3 separate regions of the Mus musculus genome follow, and all the other regions are linked to region 2. Evidence: chromatin contacts called from public Hi-C data. All regions are on one chromosome and are shown on one strand. Each heading gives the region's core, a stretch centred on a gene start, on an enhancer-like site or on the middle of the called end of the contact. The rest is flanking DNA. Distances are from core to core; before and after follow the strand shown. Region 1 has its middle 31 kb from the start of Ccdc93. Region 2 has its middle 35 kb from the start of Gm41940. Region 3 holds the start of 2210011K15Rik (a long non-coding RNA gene).

Evidence for each region. Hi-C and Micro-C count contacts between places; a contact is called where the count stands out from the background.
Region 1: a contact with region 2 is called in a Hi-C map of muscle stem cells, with 2.0 times the contacts expected there. The contact joins two enhancer-like sites. A contact is called at or near these places in 4 of 484 Hi-C or Micro-C datasets (B cells, liver, muscle stem cells and 1 more) and 1 of 115 datasets of contacts at active chromatin or transcription factors (liver).
Region 3: a contact with region 2 is called in a Hi-C map of muscle stem cells, with 2.5 times the contacts expected there. The contact joins the promoter of 2210011K15Rik here to the enhancer-like site in region 2. A contact is called at or near these places in 10 of 484 Hi-C or Micro-C datasets (B cells, CD4 T cells, CD8 T cells and 6 more).

Annotation. Positions count from the first base shown.
Region 1 is chr1:121,397,317-121,402,370 of GRCm38.p6, forward strand. No RefSeq gene overlaps it. Among named protein-coding and RNA genes, the nearest start is that of Ccdc93, 31 kb to the right of the region's middle. Within about 2 kb of position 1,810, at least 50 of the 459 cell types and tissues checked have an H3K27ac peak or open chromatin away from gene starts, as enhancers often do. A contact at or near this core is called in muscle stem cells, where this site is marked.
Region 2 is chr1:121,279,201-121,284,203 of GRCm38.p6, forward strand. No RefSeq gene overlaps it. Among named protein-coding and RNA genes, the nearest start is that of Gm41940, 35 kb to the left of the region's middle. Within about 2 kb of position 1,496, at least 21 of the 459 cell types and tissues checked have an H3K27ac peak or open chromatin away from gene starts, as enhancers often do. A contact at or near this core is called in muscle stem cells, where this site is marked.
Region 3 is chr1:121,356,961-121,361,557 of GRCm38.p6, forward strand. It overlaps 2210011K15Rik (a long non-coding RNA gene), which reads right to left and starts at 3,111. Exons shown (of 3, transcript XR_003947976.1): 1 at 3,062-3,111; 2 at 2,852-2,957.

The sequences.
Region 1 (5,054 bases), core at 560-3,059, 120 kb after region 2:
CCAGCAGGCCTAGTGTACTGGAAGAACTCCAGGACGTTGAGAGGTGCAGTCTCAAACTAAGGCGGGTGGTGTTCTGAAGGAACTTAAGTTGTCCTGTAGTCTCCGTATGCACACATGTGTCCCTGCGAGTAACACATTTATGCACACACAAATAGAGTACTGAAATGTAAAGCCTTGCTAGAGCAGAGAAAGGAAAATAAGGAACAAAGTAATAGACTAGAATACCCACATTCTTATTGCATACAGACAGTTCTATACTTGACTGTCAGCTCTTATTATATCAAAATATAAACATTCAGGCTGGAGAGATGTATCCGTGATTAAGAACACTGGCTGCTCCTCTAGAGAGTTTGGATTCAAATGCCAGTATGCACATGTGGCTAACAGGAACTGCAACTCCAGTTTCAGGGTGCCCGATGCCCTCTTCTAGTCTCTGAGGACACTGTATGAATGTGATGCATAGACGTATATTCAGGCAAAACATCACATACATAAAATAAAAATAAATATTTAAGATGATTATATAAATATTAAATCTAATAAGTAATATATAAAAACTATCTTAGTAAAGCTCTTATGAGGTACCCTGTGTAAGTTATTTCCAATAACTACTCTGCCTCTTCCAGACATATCAATCTAGTACCTAACCAAAAAAAAAAAAAAAAAATGAAGTTCAGGAAGGGTAAGAAATATGAAAGTTAAGGGTGAGTCAAATTCATGCCAATAAGATGCCAAGATCGACTTCTAGCTAGAGCCCTACCACTATTGGACACCACACCGTCCAGTCCTAAGGGATACAGCCTCTGCCTACATCACAGCCTCTCCTTCCAGGAGGAGAATCTAAAAAGCTAGGATGAGAAGAAGCCAGTGAAAGCTCAGTGAATAAGCATTTGTTGCAAAGCCCAAGGTGAGAACCAACGTCTACAAGTTGTCCTTGGACCATCCCACACAGGCAAACATACCTCACCTATCCTCGCACTATATAAAATTTAAAATCTTAAATAGAAGAGAGAAAAGGAAAAAGACGAAGGATATAGGTTGTCAGTGATGAATGGCCAGAAAACTCTCAATGCTGAGTCACCCTGAGCAAGCTCTGTGTTAGGGAGTGGCGAGAGTGAAGGAGAGACTCTCATGCCAATGCACAGCAGGAGCAACATGGAAGCCCCAGTGTGATGATTGATTCCACTAAAGGGCTTGCCTTACAAGCAGCAGGACCTGAGTTAGAACCCCAGAACCCATGCAAAACAAAACAGACAAAATAAAACAGCACAAAGAAACAAAGGATGCAAAACAAACAAACAAACAAACAAACAAAATACAAGCATGGAAGGTTGTGTGCACTTGTGATCCCAGCCCTGGGGAGGCAAAGACCAGCAGATCCCTGCCTACTTGGATAACTCCAGAGCAGCTCCAGAGCAGAACCCCTGCCTCAGAATAACAAGGGGAATATCATCTCACGAACAACAAAGGAGGCGCTCGTATGTTTTTCAACATGCACATTTATGCGTGCACACACACACACACATACGTATGCACAAAGCAAAACAACACAGTTCACACTCATCAGGACTCCTGCTGTAGCTAGTCCCATCCAGGATGAGGACAAGGAGTACTAAATAATGGAGATGACGGATGTGGGTAGTGACTTACATGTGAAGCCTTGTTACTTGGGAGTGATAGCTGTGTTTTAGACTCCTCTGTCTCAGCAGAAAGCCCGATGAAGGCGTCCATACTGGCAAGGGTGGGACACGGCCTGGGAAGAAAAATGGGATTGCAAGAAGCAGCCAAGACCAGCCCTAAAATCCCCAGTTGGAAGTGTCTCTGTAGTCTGTGGCTTGGCCTAAGACCAGGGTAGAAACATGTGGTCTGAGCACAACAGGCTGGAGACCAGAGGGTCAGGAAGGACATGGGTTTATGAATGTCTTCGTCAGATTAAAGGATCTTGTCTCTCCAAGCAACCGTTTCTAGATCTGCATGGTCTTGCAGAGTCTGTTCATCCCGGATTGCAGTTATTCACATTGTTTCCCAAAATGCCGGCTAGGAAGGCTTGGGAATGATAAAGCAGGAGGCTCAGGAAGCTCATTCGCTTGGGGTAGAGGAATCCAGATCTCTGCCAGCTAATTTAACAAGAGACCCGAGGCGAGAACCACCTCTAATAATTCAAAACTAAAATTAGACATTCATTTGAAAAAAAAAATCAGGTAACCGAAACAAAAACGAGGGGAACTTTGTTTATTTAAATTATGAGGCTAATTGCCTCAACTCTCCAATTCCCCTCAGTGGGGTAGACTTGGCTTGAGTCTATCAGTATCCATGGCGACTCATCTAATAAGTAAACTGCATTAGCTCTGCCACTAGCAGAGAGAAGGGAGGGGTCTTGAAATGTATCTGTGTGGCTTCCTTCCAGTGCAAGGCATTTCATTATGTCCTGAGGACATGAGGCACTTCAAAGAGGATTGAAATCTGGAATGAGGGGGAGGAGTTTGGGATTATATACTTGCTTTTTAGTTTTATTTTTATATATGAGAATCAGACGCTAGAGATGGGGGACTCTGGAGAGAGGATTTTTTTTCTCTCTCTCTCTTCTGGGCTAGGGTTTTGTTTTGATTTGCTCAATGGTTGATATCTTTCCAAAAAGTTCCCCCATGAAAGCAGGCTTTCTTGTTTCCTCTTATATACATAATTTCAAGTGTATGTGACAGGCTATCTGTTAAGACAATACTCACACCTGATTCTATCTCGAGAAGGAAATGATGCAACGAATCGTTGCTGGTACCCAAACGATGTAAAGTGGCAATAAAAATCACCTCAAACAGGCACTGTGGGGTTCCTGTAACTACAGAAAACTAACTTGCTCTGTATCCATTTACTTTTAAAAATCATTTCACGATTAGAAGCATGTCAACTGGTCTAATTATTGCAGCAAATAATGAATCATTTCCTTTACAATCACTTATTAATTAGCCATCATAACACTGTTGTGAATTAGGTAGAAAGACAAGGATTCAATATTCGGTTATTAACACCTAATTAAAATATTCATTGTTTCCCATATGTTGTTTATAGCTTGGCTTCTTCCACACACTTGACAGGATTTCACTAACATGGAACAATGTCTTCCATTTGCTTAGCTCCGTCGCCATCTGTTGTTCAGAAGTAGAATATGTCTTCCTGTCTCCCTCTCCCCTCCCTTACCTCTTGCTTTTGGGAGAGTTTTAATTGCGATCAACAGTGTTCTCTTGAAAATGTTTTTCTTGATTTTTTTTCTTGTGTTGTTTCTGAATAAATAAGACATTTTGGTCATTTCTTAATTTTTTAAATATTTATTTATTTTTGTATGTATTCATTTGCATGAGTGTGAGTGTGCGTGTGTGTTCCACAATATATTTTTCATGGAAGTCAGATAACAACTTGAAGAAATCGCTTGTCCCCTTTCACTATGAGCCCCAAGGATCCAATTCCAGTTGTTAAGCTTAGCACCAACTGCCTTAATCCCCTGTGCCAGCCTAGTTCCTGCTAGTTTCAATGACAAGTTCTGAATAGTAAATTGAATGAACCCAGCAACAAAATGAGACTGAAATACAAGTAGTCCATCCCTCTGCGATGGGAGTTTGGTCCTAGGTCACTGTCCCTCTTTCCTTCACCTGAGATGCTCCAATCATTTGTGTAAAATCATGTATAGTGTTTGTGTATAGCCTGTATATATCCTCCTGTATTTTGTAGTCATCTTGTGAACTGGAGATGTGCCTCAGTTTGTAGAGTGCTTACCTAGCATGCACAAAGCCCTCAGCACCACATAAGCCAAGCATTATGATCTGTGATCCTAGCACTTGAGAGGCAGAGGAATAAGGATCAGGAGTTCTAGCACGTTCCAGCTGCATAGGGTGTTCTAAGCCAGCCTGAGTTATAGGAGACACTGCCTCAAAAACAAACAACAACAACAACAAAAATCCAAATAAACAAAAAAGCAACCAGGGGCTGGAAAGATTAAGAGTGTTTGCCGCAAACCTAATCCTCATGCCTAAAATCCACATTTTTAAAAGCCAGCCAATGAGACATATGCTTATAATCCCGGTTCTGGGGAAACAGAGGCAGATGGATTCTTGGTTCGCCAGCATAAGCTACTTGGCAAGTACCAGGTCAATGAGTGACTAAGTTTTAGAACTCAAGATGGGTAGCACCACTCAAAATTGCTCTCTAACATCTGCATACACACACACACACACACACACACAACTATCAGTACACATGCACATACACACTCTCAGAAGCAGGAAAAGTACAGGTGAACTAGTTCACACATGAAGTTATGACAGAAGGGAATTTAAGATTGAATGGTTCAAGTCATTTGTAGACTTACTCTGTGCTTACTCACACAACCTAGAAAAGTGATGTCAGAGGGCCGAGCACAGCGTATCATGCCAATACCTAATGATAGAGAAGCTATCATGATGCTCTTCTAACAAACTGGGATACAGGACAGCAGTAGAGTAAGTGACTGATGTAGGGTGGGTTCCATGATGCAAAATAAAAATATAGGACCGTTGTTCCAAAAGCAGGCCTAGGGTTCATGCTCCAACAAACAAGCAAGCATAAATAGGACTGACAAGGCAGGATAGATGGCAGAGTGGTAACAGCTTGCTTCACAAGCATAAGGACTTCAGACACTCAGAACTCACATAAAGCCAGGCATGGTCACATAGCCATGTGTAATCCCATCGATAGAAACAGTAGATTCCTCGTAAGCTTGTGGGCCAGATAGACAGATGAATACAGTAAGGAAATGATAAACACTCTGCAGGAGACCAGGCACCTTCTTCCTCCAGAATAGTAAGACATGGCATTGCTAAAGGCTCACCGAAGTAATCACCTGGTAGATAGGAACTGTCTGAGAATAAGATAAATGTGGAAGGAAACAGACAGAGATGCACAGGAGAGCACACCCTGAGTGAGAAGTTTGGGGCATCTGGTAGTGTCTTCAGTTCCAATAAATGAGGTAATAATGTCCCCCTTGTTTTGATTTTTTTTCTCCTTTGAGTGTGTGCTTGTGCTTA
Region 2 (5,003 bases), core at 246-2,745:
TCAAAGGTCACATAAGAAGGCAGAGCAGAGTGGTGCACGCTTCTAAGCCCAGCAGTGTGGACACAGAAACAAGGAGGTGCCTGGAGCTTGCTGGCCAGCCAGCTTAACTGACTCAGTGACCTCCAGGTTCAGTAAGAGACTGTCTCAGAGAACTAGGTGGAGAACTACTGAGGACCATACCTGAGGTCATCCTCCGGCTTTGCAACACACGTGCACACACTTGCACACATACATGCACATATGCATGAATATACACACAGGTTTGACACACATGCACAAAATAAATAAAAGGAAAAGGGTCTCTTTCCCTTCCTGAAAATCAAGTCCTGGTTTTCAGTCCATTTTCTTTCTTCTTGGACTCTGCACTCTCCTTTCCATTCATTTAATCCTGTTTAATTACTTCCTCAATAGCTCCAGCTGCTCATTACTTCTCTCTGCACTTGTGGACACAATAGGATGATGGAGGGGGTTCTGTTGATCAGTATCTGCAATGCAGTGAGACTGATGAATGAACCACTAACCACACCATCACCATCGCCGATAACAGCAGCAAACTCAGCTCCCATTTATTGAACATCTATTACATACCAGGGATTCTGTAATGAGCAGAAGAGATGCCTCAGTCAGTAAAGCACTTTGCCACACGAGTATGAGGACCTGAGTTTGGTTCCCTGGAACCCATAAAGCTAGATGCAACAACACATACCTATAATCCCAGGACTGGAGCAATGGAGGCAGGAGAATACCTAAGGTTTACTGGCCAGCCAGCCTAGCTGAATCAGTAAGCTCCAGGTTCAGTGAGAGACCCTGCCTCAAAAAATAATGTGGAACATAACTAGAGAAGACAGCCAAAATTAAATTCTGGCCTCTCTAGAGATACATGTGAACATATAGCCAAACACACACACACACACACACACACACACACACACACACACACACATACATACCACATGTATACAATGTTCATATTCACACACATGTACACACATGTGCATATGCACACACATGTACACACACATAGCAGTACAGACAGAGCTCAAGGATGATACCCAAAGTTGACCTCTATCCTCTATACACAGGCACACATATACGACCATGTATTTGTACATGTACATGAACCCATATACATGTCCATACATGCACTCACATACGTAATATAAAGGAGTGATCCTTTTGTACAGCTTTCAAGTCTAGTTGTCACGGCCATTCCCTGTCTCCAAAAGTGATGGCGCCTCCGCATCACATGGCTTACAATGCTGGGGTTGTTTGTCTGCATTCCACATTCCTTCCAGTAATTACACAAAGAGAAAAGAGTTTGTATTATTTTGAGGGAGATGCACTCAGCATTTCAACTCTACTAAGAAAGGGCATAGTAGTTTTGGCAAGGGAGACAATTTCATTGGAATTGCATGACTTGCCTAAGATCAGAGCTGTTGAGCTAGCGGGGGTGGGGCCCTGAGCCAGATGACTGGAGATGGCTCTCAGACAGCTCACACAGAAGAATTTCCACAAGGCTCTCTTATGCCATGGCTGTTGGTGACCCATTTGGCCCCATGTATGGTGAGTCACTGAGACAGGATCAGGAACCAGGCAGGGAAACCCAGCTGAGTGATTATATGGGATCTCTGTGAGGTTGGGGAATAGATAATACAAGGGTCTTAACTCACAAGCTGGGACACCATAACAAGATATGTCCATAGGTTCTACAACCTGCCTACTTGAGACGCTGAAGCTGACACTGACCAAAATGTATTTTTACTGTAATCGGCCTGGCAGGGATAAATTTATTCCCGAGACCCTTGTGCCTCTTTGGCTATCAGATGATTGAAACAACTCTTAAGAAACCAGAATTCCTCAGGAATCTTATGTAAGGAAAGAAAGAGCCTAAATCATCCTGGGCCAGCCAGAGAGGGGGCTTTGTTGGACCTCCTTACAGTAGAGACAATGATTGGTTAATAGTGGGCTGGACCAAACCTTCACCAGGGACTACTTAAACAGGCAGAACTCTGGCCACCACAACCTCACTTCCTGACCCTGAAGTCTCTAGGGATGGAGGTGCTGAGTTGATCTCTCTCTCTCTTCCCAAAGTGGTTGCACTAATTAAATCTACCTTGAGTGTTTTTCACTATTACTTTGGCTGTCTTAATGGGCTTAGAGGTGGCCAAACCTGGCTTGTTCGGGTACAGATTGTCACTGCATGTCCAGTAACACTTGTGGCCTAAGGAGAACACTTATTAAGATTGTCATCCTAACTAAGTGTTCTCCTTAGGCCACAAGTCTAGGATTCGGTGAATGCCAAAGATGAAGGCAGTCAAAAATTTGAATTGGATTTCTGGGAGATGTTCTAGACACTACTCAACTAGGCTTTCTGTTTGTTTGTTTGGTTGGTTGGTTTTTTTATTTTGAATAAAATAGCTAAAACAGCTTCCCTATTTAGTTAGATATAGATCAGGGGTATTTTAATGGTGTCTCCACCTAGTTAGTCTCAAAGCTTTTATTTGCAAAAGAAGACCTTATTTAAAAGAAAATGGGGGAGGGTGGGAAATAATTCAGTTTGTAAAATACTTGCCATACAAATATTAGGACCCTAGTTCAATTCCCATAAAAAGTTGGGCATGCAGGCCTGACATCAGGAAGATAGCAGTAAGGTGGGTCCCTGCCCTCACTGGCCAGCCGTAAGGTGGTCCCTGCCCTCACTGGCCAGCCGTAAAGTGGGTCCCGCCCTCACTGGCCAGCCGTAAGGTGGGTCCCACCCTCACTGGCCAGCCAGCCTAATTTCATCAGGGAGCTCCAGGCCAGGGGGCAAAAAAAGAGCGGCTCTTGAGACAGACATCAAAAGTTGTTCAAAATGCAGGCACAGACATCTGTGCACACACAAGTGCACACAGGTGCACATACACAAACACATACACAAATATAAATCAAAACAAATGTGGCCAATGTACTTTTAGCCAGTTCTGTGATCAGCAGCCCCTTCTGTTGTCCCAGAGGAAAGTGGGCTGGGGTCCGAAAGGCTTGAAAACTCTTCTTGCATGAAGCTGAGTAGAAGTGATTTCTTAAAATGCCAGGCAGTGGTGGCGCAGGACTTTAATCTCAGAACTCAGGAGGCAGAAGCAGGTTGATCTCTCAGTTCAAGGCCAACCTGGTCTACAGAGTGAGTTCCAGGACAGCCAGGGCTACACTGAGAAACTCTGCCTTGAAGATAGATAGATAGATAGATAGATAGATAGATAGATAGATAGATAGATAGATAGATAGATAGATAAAAACAAATAAACAGAAAGAAATCTCAAAACCTCAAAATCATTTAGTTCAAACCACACATTTGGCCTTTGGATACAGTTTGGCCAGTGGACTTCTCTTCCTTGGAGAGACACAAGTCACCTGAGTGAGGGTCACACACTACTAATGTGGAACCTGGAATCCAGCCTTACTGTGTGAATGGGTCTTGAGCCAAGTGTCAGTATGTCATTTGACTTCAGAAAAGCAACCCTTTCAAACCACTATAAAAAGGTTCTTAGAAGGGAAGTCTAGGTTTCACGGGACATAGGACTGTGGTAGGTGGTCTCTCTCTTCCTCTTCCCCACCCCCCGTCCATTTTCTTTGTTTCTTTTATTTTGCTTTTCCTTCATTTGTATTTTTTTCATTTCCTTATGCACATTTAGCTCTGTCATAGGACATCTGGGTTTGTGGGGTGTGTGTGTGTGTGTGTGTGTGTGTGTGTGTGTGTGTGTGTGTGTGTGTGTGTGTGTGCGCGCGCGCACGCGCGCGCGCGCATGGGCAAAAGAGCATGTGCATATGTGTGTACATACATGTGAAGGCCTGGGGCTGAATTCCACTATTCTTACTTGAACCAGTATCTTACTTGATTGTTCTTCATTTTTATTTACTAGGATAGGTCTCTCATTGAATCTGGAACTCTCTAATTCTGGCTTATCTGGCTAGCCATCTTGTCCAAGGGAGCCGCATCCCTGTCTCCCCAGTGTTGGGATTATGGTCAGCTACCCAGCTTTTCCATGGGTTCTGGGGGTACAAACTCCCGCACCTGGTCTTGTGTGCCAAGCACTTTATGTGCTGAGTTGTCTCCATGATACCGGGATTGGTTTTAAATGTTTGTTACACGTTTACCACTAGTCTTACCATTAGATCCTTTTTCTTTTAATTGTATTTATTTCTGGGAGGCACACATGCACTCAACTGTGCATGTATGGAGACCAGAAAGTCATCTGCAGGGAATGGTTCTGTCCTCCTACCACACAGGTCCCTTTATAGGCTTGGCAGCAGCACCTTTATCTGCCGATCCATTTTAATGCCCTCCATCAGAAGCAGCTTTCTTCTCTTTCTCTGTGCAGAAGCAGCCATGGATTTGGTTTGCGGTGACAGACACTGATCTGCCCAGGGCCATGTTTTAGTTTCACTGCTGTGAAAAGACAACATTACTGTACTGGCTAGTTTTATGTCAACTTGACACAGGCTGGAGTTATCCTAGAGAAAGGAGCTTCAGTTGGGAGATGCCTCCACGAGATCCAACTGTAAAACATTTTCTCAATTAGTGATCAAGGGAGAAAGGCCCCTTGTGGGTGGCACCATCTCTGGGCTGGTAGTCTTGGTTCTATAAGAGAGCAGGCTGAGCAAGCCAGGGGAGGCAAGCCAGTAAAGAACATCCCTCCATGGCCTCTGCATCAGCTCCTACTTCCTGACCTGCTTGAGTTCCAGTTTTGACTTCCTTTGGTGATCAGCAGCAGTATGGAAATGTAAGCCGAATAAGCCCTTTCCTCCCCAACTGCTTCTTGGTCATGATGTTTGTGCAGGAATAGAAACCCTGACTAAGACAATGACCAAGGCAACTATTATAAAGGAAAACATTTAATTGGGGCTGGCTTACAATTTTAGAGGTTCAGTCAATTTTCATCATGACTAGAAGCATGGCAGTGTCCAGGCAGACATAATGCTGGAGAAGTCAAGAGTTCTACATCTTGACCCACAGGCTGCAGAGAGGA
Region 3 (4,597 bases), core at 1,861-4,360, 79 kb after region 2:
TCAGTGCTGGGAACCAACACCAGGTCATCTGCTCCTCCCTGCTAACTCATATTCCAGCCCACTTAGAACCATTTATAGTGGGCCACCATTAGAAGGAGTTGTATACTCTGTCGGAGGTCTTCACCCATCAGTCAGTCCTTCCTGAAAATGTTCCCCAGACCCACCTCAAGTAACTTGAGACCCAAGTTGGCAATCAAGACCAAGTCACAAATAAGAGGTCAGTCACACCAATGATAGCACCATGACACCTTACAGGCTCTGACACTCCTGATCCTTACTGTAGCCTGGGACAGAAATGCAATGTGCTCCCTGTACTTGTACTTGACACAAGGCCTTGGGATCTCTACTGAAGAATTTTTCATCAGTCCTGAGGCTACAGCTGGCAGTGTAATGTGAACTAAACTTTCTGTTGCACTGCCTACCCTCCCCCGACCCCTAGCTGAAGAAGAAAGGGGACCCACTATTTGAGTAAACACCAAGTCTGTGTGGCTCAGGCTCACACACACTCTCACCACACACTCTCCAGATCACACACACTGCATCCAGTCACATCACTCTCCCAGAGATGGGTCGACATTCTCAGACGTGCTCTGGGTTTCATGTAGTAGGTCTTCAGTTCCCAGGGACCACACATAGGGATTACTTGAAGCACGCATATAATAGGGAGCAGAGATGCAGAGACAAAGGGACTGTACACTTTGCCTGGTTGATGACTGTGGTATCAATGTCTTTTGTGGTTTAAATATAAAGTGTTGGTGGTAAGCTCTTGTGTTTGGAATGTGATCCCCTGATGGAGTCCCTGTTTGGAAAGGCCTTGGGCTCTTTAGAAGCTAGAGTTAACTGGAGTGAGTTGGTCGGTAAGGGCAGGCTTTCAGGTGCATTCATTTTCTGGAGAGCAGAGATGCTAGGTGTCTTCCACTATCATTATCTATTGCCCAGTGATTTTCTAGGTTCGTGTGTTTTAATTTTGTTTTTGAGACGATGTTCTTTACTAGAACCAAAGATACCCTGTTTGCATGTGTGGTTGGCCAGTGATCTCCAGGGATCCATCAGTCTCTGCTTGACCTTTTCCCTGGAAACATAGTGAGGTTACTGATGCATGCCTCTGCAGGGGCACACACACACACACACACACAGAGAGAGAGAGAGAGAGAGAGAGAGAGAGAGAGACAGAGACAGAGACAGAGACAGATGTCTGTGTGTATATCTGTGAATGCTGAGTATCTGAACTTTGAATTCAGGTCTTCATACTTACTAGAAAAGTTCTGTATCAATGAAGCAATCTCTCCAGCACAGGCTTGAAGGTTTTATAGCCAAGGACCACTTCCTAGAAACCCAGTAAAGATGCAGTGTGGCCAGCTCCTCCTGCTGCCCCTGCTGCCCCTCCTTCTGTCCCTCCTGCCCTTGCTGACACTCTTGCCCATCCTGCCCATCCTGCCCCTCCTGCCCCTCCCGCCCCTGCTGCCCCTCCTGCCCCTCCCGCCCTTGCTGTCCCTCCTGCCCCTGTTGCACCTCCTGCCCCTGCTGCCCCTCCTGCCCCTGCTTCCCCTCCTGCCCCTCCCGCCCTTGCTTTCCCTCCCGCCCCTGCTGCCCCTCCTGCTGCCCCTCCTGCTGCCCCTTCCGCCCCTGCTGTCCCTCCTTCCCCTCCTGCCCCTCCCGCCTTTGCTGCCCTTGCTGCCCCTCCTGCCCCTGCTGCCCCAGCTGCCCCTCCTGTCCCTCCTGCCCCTGCTGCCCCTCCTGCCCCTCCCGCCCTTGCTGCCCTTGCTGCCCCTCCTGCCCCTCCTGCCCCTGCTGCCCCTCCCGCAACTGCTGCCCCTGCTGCCCCTCCTGCCCCTCCCGCCCTTGCTGCCCTTGCTGTCCCTCCCGTCCCTCCCGCACCTGCTGCCCCTCCTGCCCCTCCTGCCCCTCCTGCCCCTGCTGCCCCTCCCGCCCTTGTTGCCCCTCCTGCCCCTGCTGCCCCCCTGCTGCCCCTCCCGCCCCTGCTGTCCCTCCTGCCCCTCCTGCCCCTCCCGCCCTTGCTGCCCTTGCTGCCCCTCCTGCCCCTGCTGCCCCAGCTGCCCCTCCTGTCCCTCCTGCCCCTGCTGCCCCTCCTGTCCCTCCTGCCCCAGCTGCCCCTCCTGTCCCTCCTGCCCCTGCTGCCCCTCCTGCCCCTCCCGCCCTTGCTGCCCTTGCTGCCCCTCCTGCCCCTCCTGCCCCTGCTGCCCCTCCCGCAACTGCTGCCCCTGCTGCCCCTCCTGCCCCTCCCGCCCTTGCTGCCCTTGCTGTCCCTCCCGTCCCTCCCGCACCTGCTGCCCCTCCTGCCCCTCCTGCCCCTCCTGCCCCTGCTGCCCCTCCCGCCCTTGTTGCCCCTCCTGCTGCCCCTGTTGCCCCTGATGCCCCTGATGCCCCTCCCACCCCTGCTGCCCCTTCTGCCCCTCCTGCCCTTGCTGCCCCTCCAGCCCCTGATGCCCCTCCTGCCCCTCCTGCACCTCCTGATCCTCCTGCCCTTGCTGCCCCTCCTGCCCCTGCTGCCACTCCTGCTACTCCTGCCCCTCCCGCCCTTGCTGCCCCTCCATCTTCCCCTCCTGCCCCTGCTGCCCCTGCTGCCCCTGCCACCCCTTCTGCTGCCACTGCTCCTCGGAGTTGCTTCTGGTTGGGTGTGGCTGCAGAGGCGAGCAGAATGACCAGCACAAGTCTCAGCCTTCAATCGTTCGCGTTAGATCGTGCTGATGAAAATATCACGTCTAAGGCTCGTCTTCTTACGTCTGAAGAACAGTTAACATTTACTGATTTCATTGTAGGGGAATGCAGAGGTTCCATACTGTGTGTGACCGTCCAACGACATTATGTCAGAGTCAGTGCTCTCACTTACCATCTAGGTCCCAAGGATCAAGCTCGGTCCACCGGCCCGGCAGCCAGCACCTCTACTGGATGAGCAGTCTCCTCAGCCCTTCAGCTTCTGGCATTGGAGCCACACCCTAGAGGAAAGCAAACCCAGAGCTCGGGAGTTAGGCCCTTGCATTTCTTTTATCTCAGATGTGAATTTACAGACTTAGAAATCAGATGCGAGGAAGCTACCAACACTCATCGTCTTTGGACTCTGCCAGGCATTGTCATGGTTCGGCCTCCATGATACAGGAGTGTTGGGAGTTCTGCAAAACCAGCTGGGGTGAACTTTCTTTATCTCGGAAACCATATAAGCAAGCTGGTCTAGTAAGTGCAACAGGGCAAGGCATGGCGCCATAGCAGGAAAGGGCTCTGCAGTCTTTTTTTTTTTTTTTTTTTTTGTCACTGCAATAAAATTCCATGATCAGAGTAACTTTATAGGAGTAAAAAAGTGCGTATTTTGGCTTACAGTCCCATTGGGAGAGTCCATAATGGAGGTAGAGGCAGTAAATAGCCAGAGAATGAAGCTGAGGGAGTGTGTATCCATCCACATGCAAGACCCAGGCAGAGAAAACCATCAGGAAGGCTTGGCTTATAAACTTCCACCTTAAGACTCAGACTCACACACATGCACACACACACACTCATACACACACACACACACTCACTCTCACACACACTCACACACACACACATGCACACACTCACACACTCACACACACACACAGTCATACGCACACACTATTGACTTGTGTGCAAAGCTGTCTGTACTCTTAGTGATGTTCTTAATGCTAAGAATCTCCGTGAGGGACATTCACCCCTGGCAGGGGAATAACAGACCACAGACACAATTTCGTATCAGCCCAGCCTGATGAGCCAATGAGCTCACTCCTGGTGAATCCGTGAGTCAGAGGCTGCTGACAGGAGCAGGAGGGATGACGCATGGCAATAGCATCTCTGGAGTTCCTCTCCCCATCTCCCTTTTACTTCCTATATACTCTATTGCTTCTCCCAGACCAGGTGACAGGTGAGGGTGGTGGGTAGGATCTTGGATGAAAGTCTAGGAACCCTCTCTCCTCCACCTATGAACCATGAGTGAATGTTGCTAGTCTCAGCACATGACTATGCTCTAGCTATCTGCATGTTTATTGTCTTTCTTATTCCCCTGTCTAGACTGGAAGCAGAGCAAGGTCCCCTGTAGTTCCTATAGCAATCTTGTCTCTATGAGGACTATAACCATGTGATGCTCAAAAGAAATAACTACATCATAATAATCTCCAAAGCTTTCTTTTTCATACTATAAAACATAAAGCTGTAGTATGAATTTTATGCCAAATGTAGTGTAAATATCCCTTGGGGATAGAACACAAAGTCCAAAAACAACAAGTAGGGAAAAGATCCCATCTAAATCGCCAGCAGGAACATGCCTACGGCTGCTCTGTTGAGAACACCAGCAGATTTGCCTCAGATTAAAAGCACAATTGCACTCAGTCATCACCAGAGAAGCTTTCTTCTGCAGCAGATGGGAACAAACATAACAATGTCAATATAACAAATATAAGGAATATAACAAATATAACAAATGGGAACATTGTCACAGCCAGACAATGTGCAGAGAGGAAGAGACCTTTGAATGCTCAGCCCTAAATGGGATGTCTCCATCAAATCCCTCCCCTCAGTATTCAGGGAGCCCCTCAGAAGAGGTGGTAGAAAGTCTGTAACAGCCACAGGG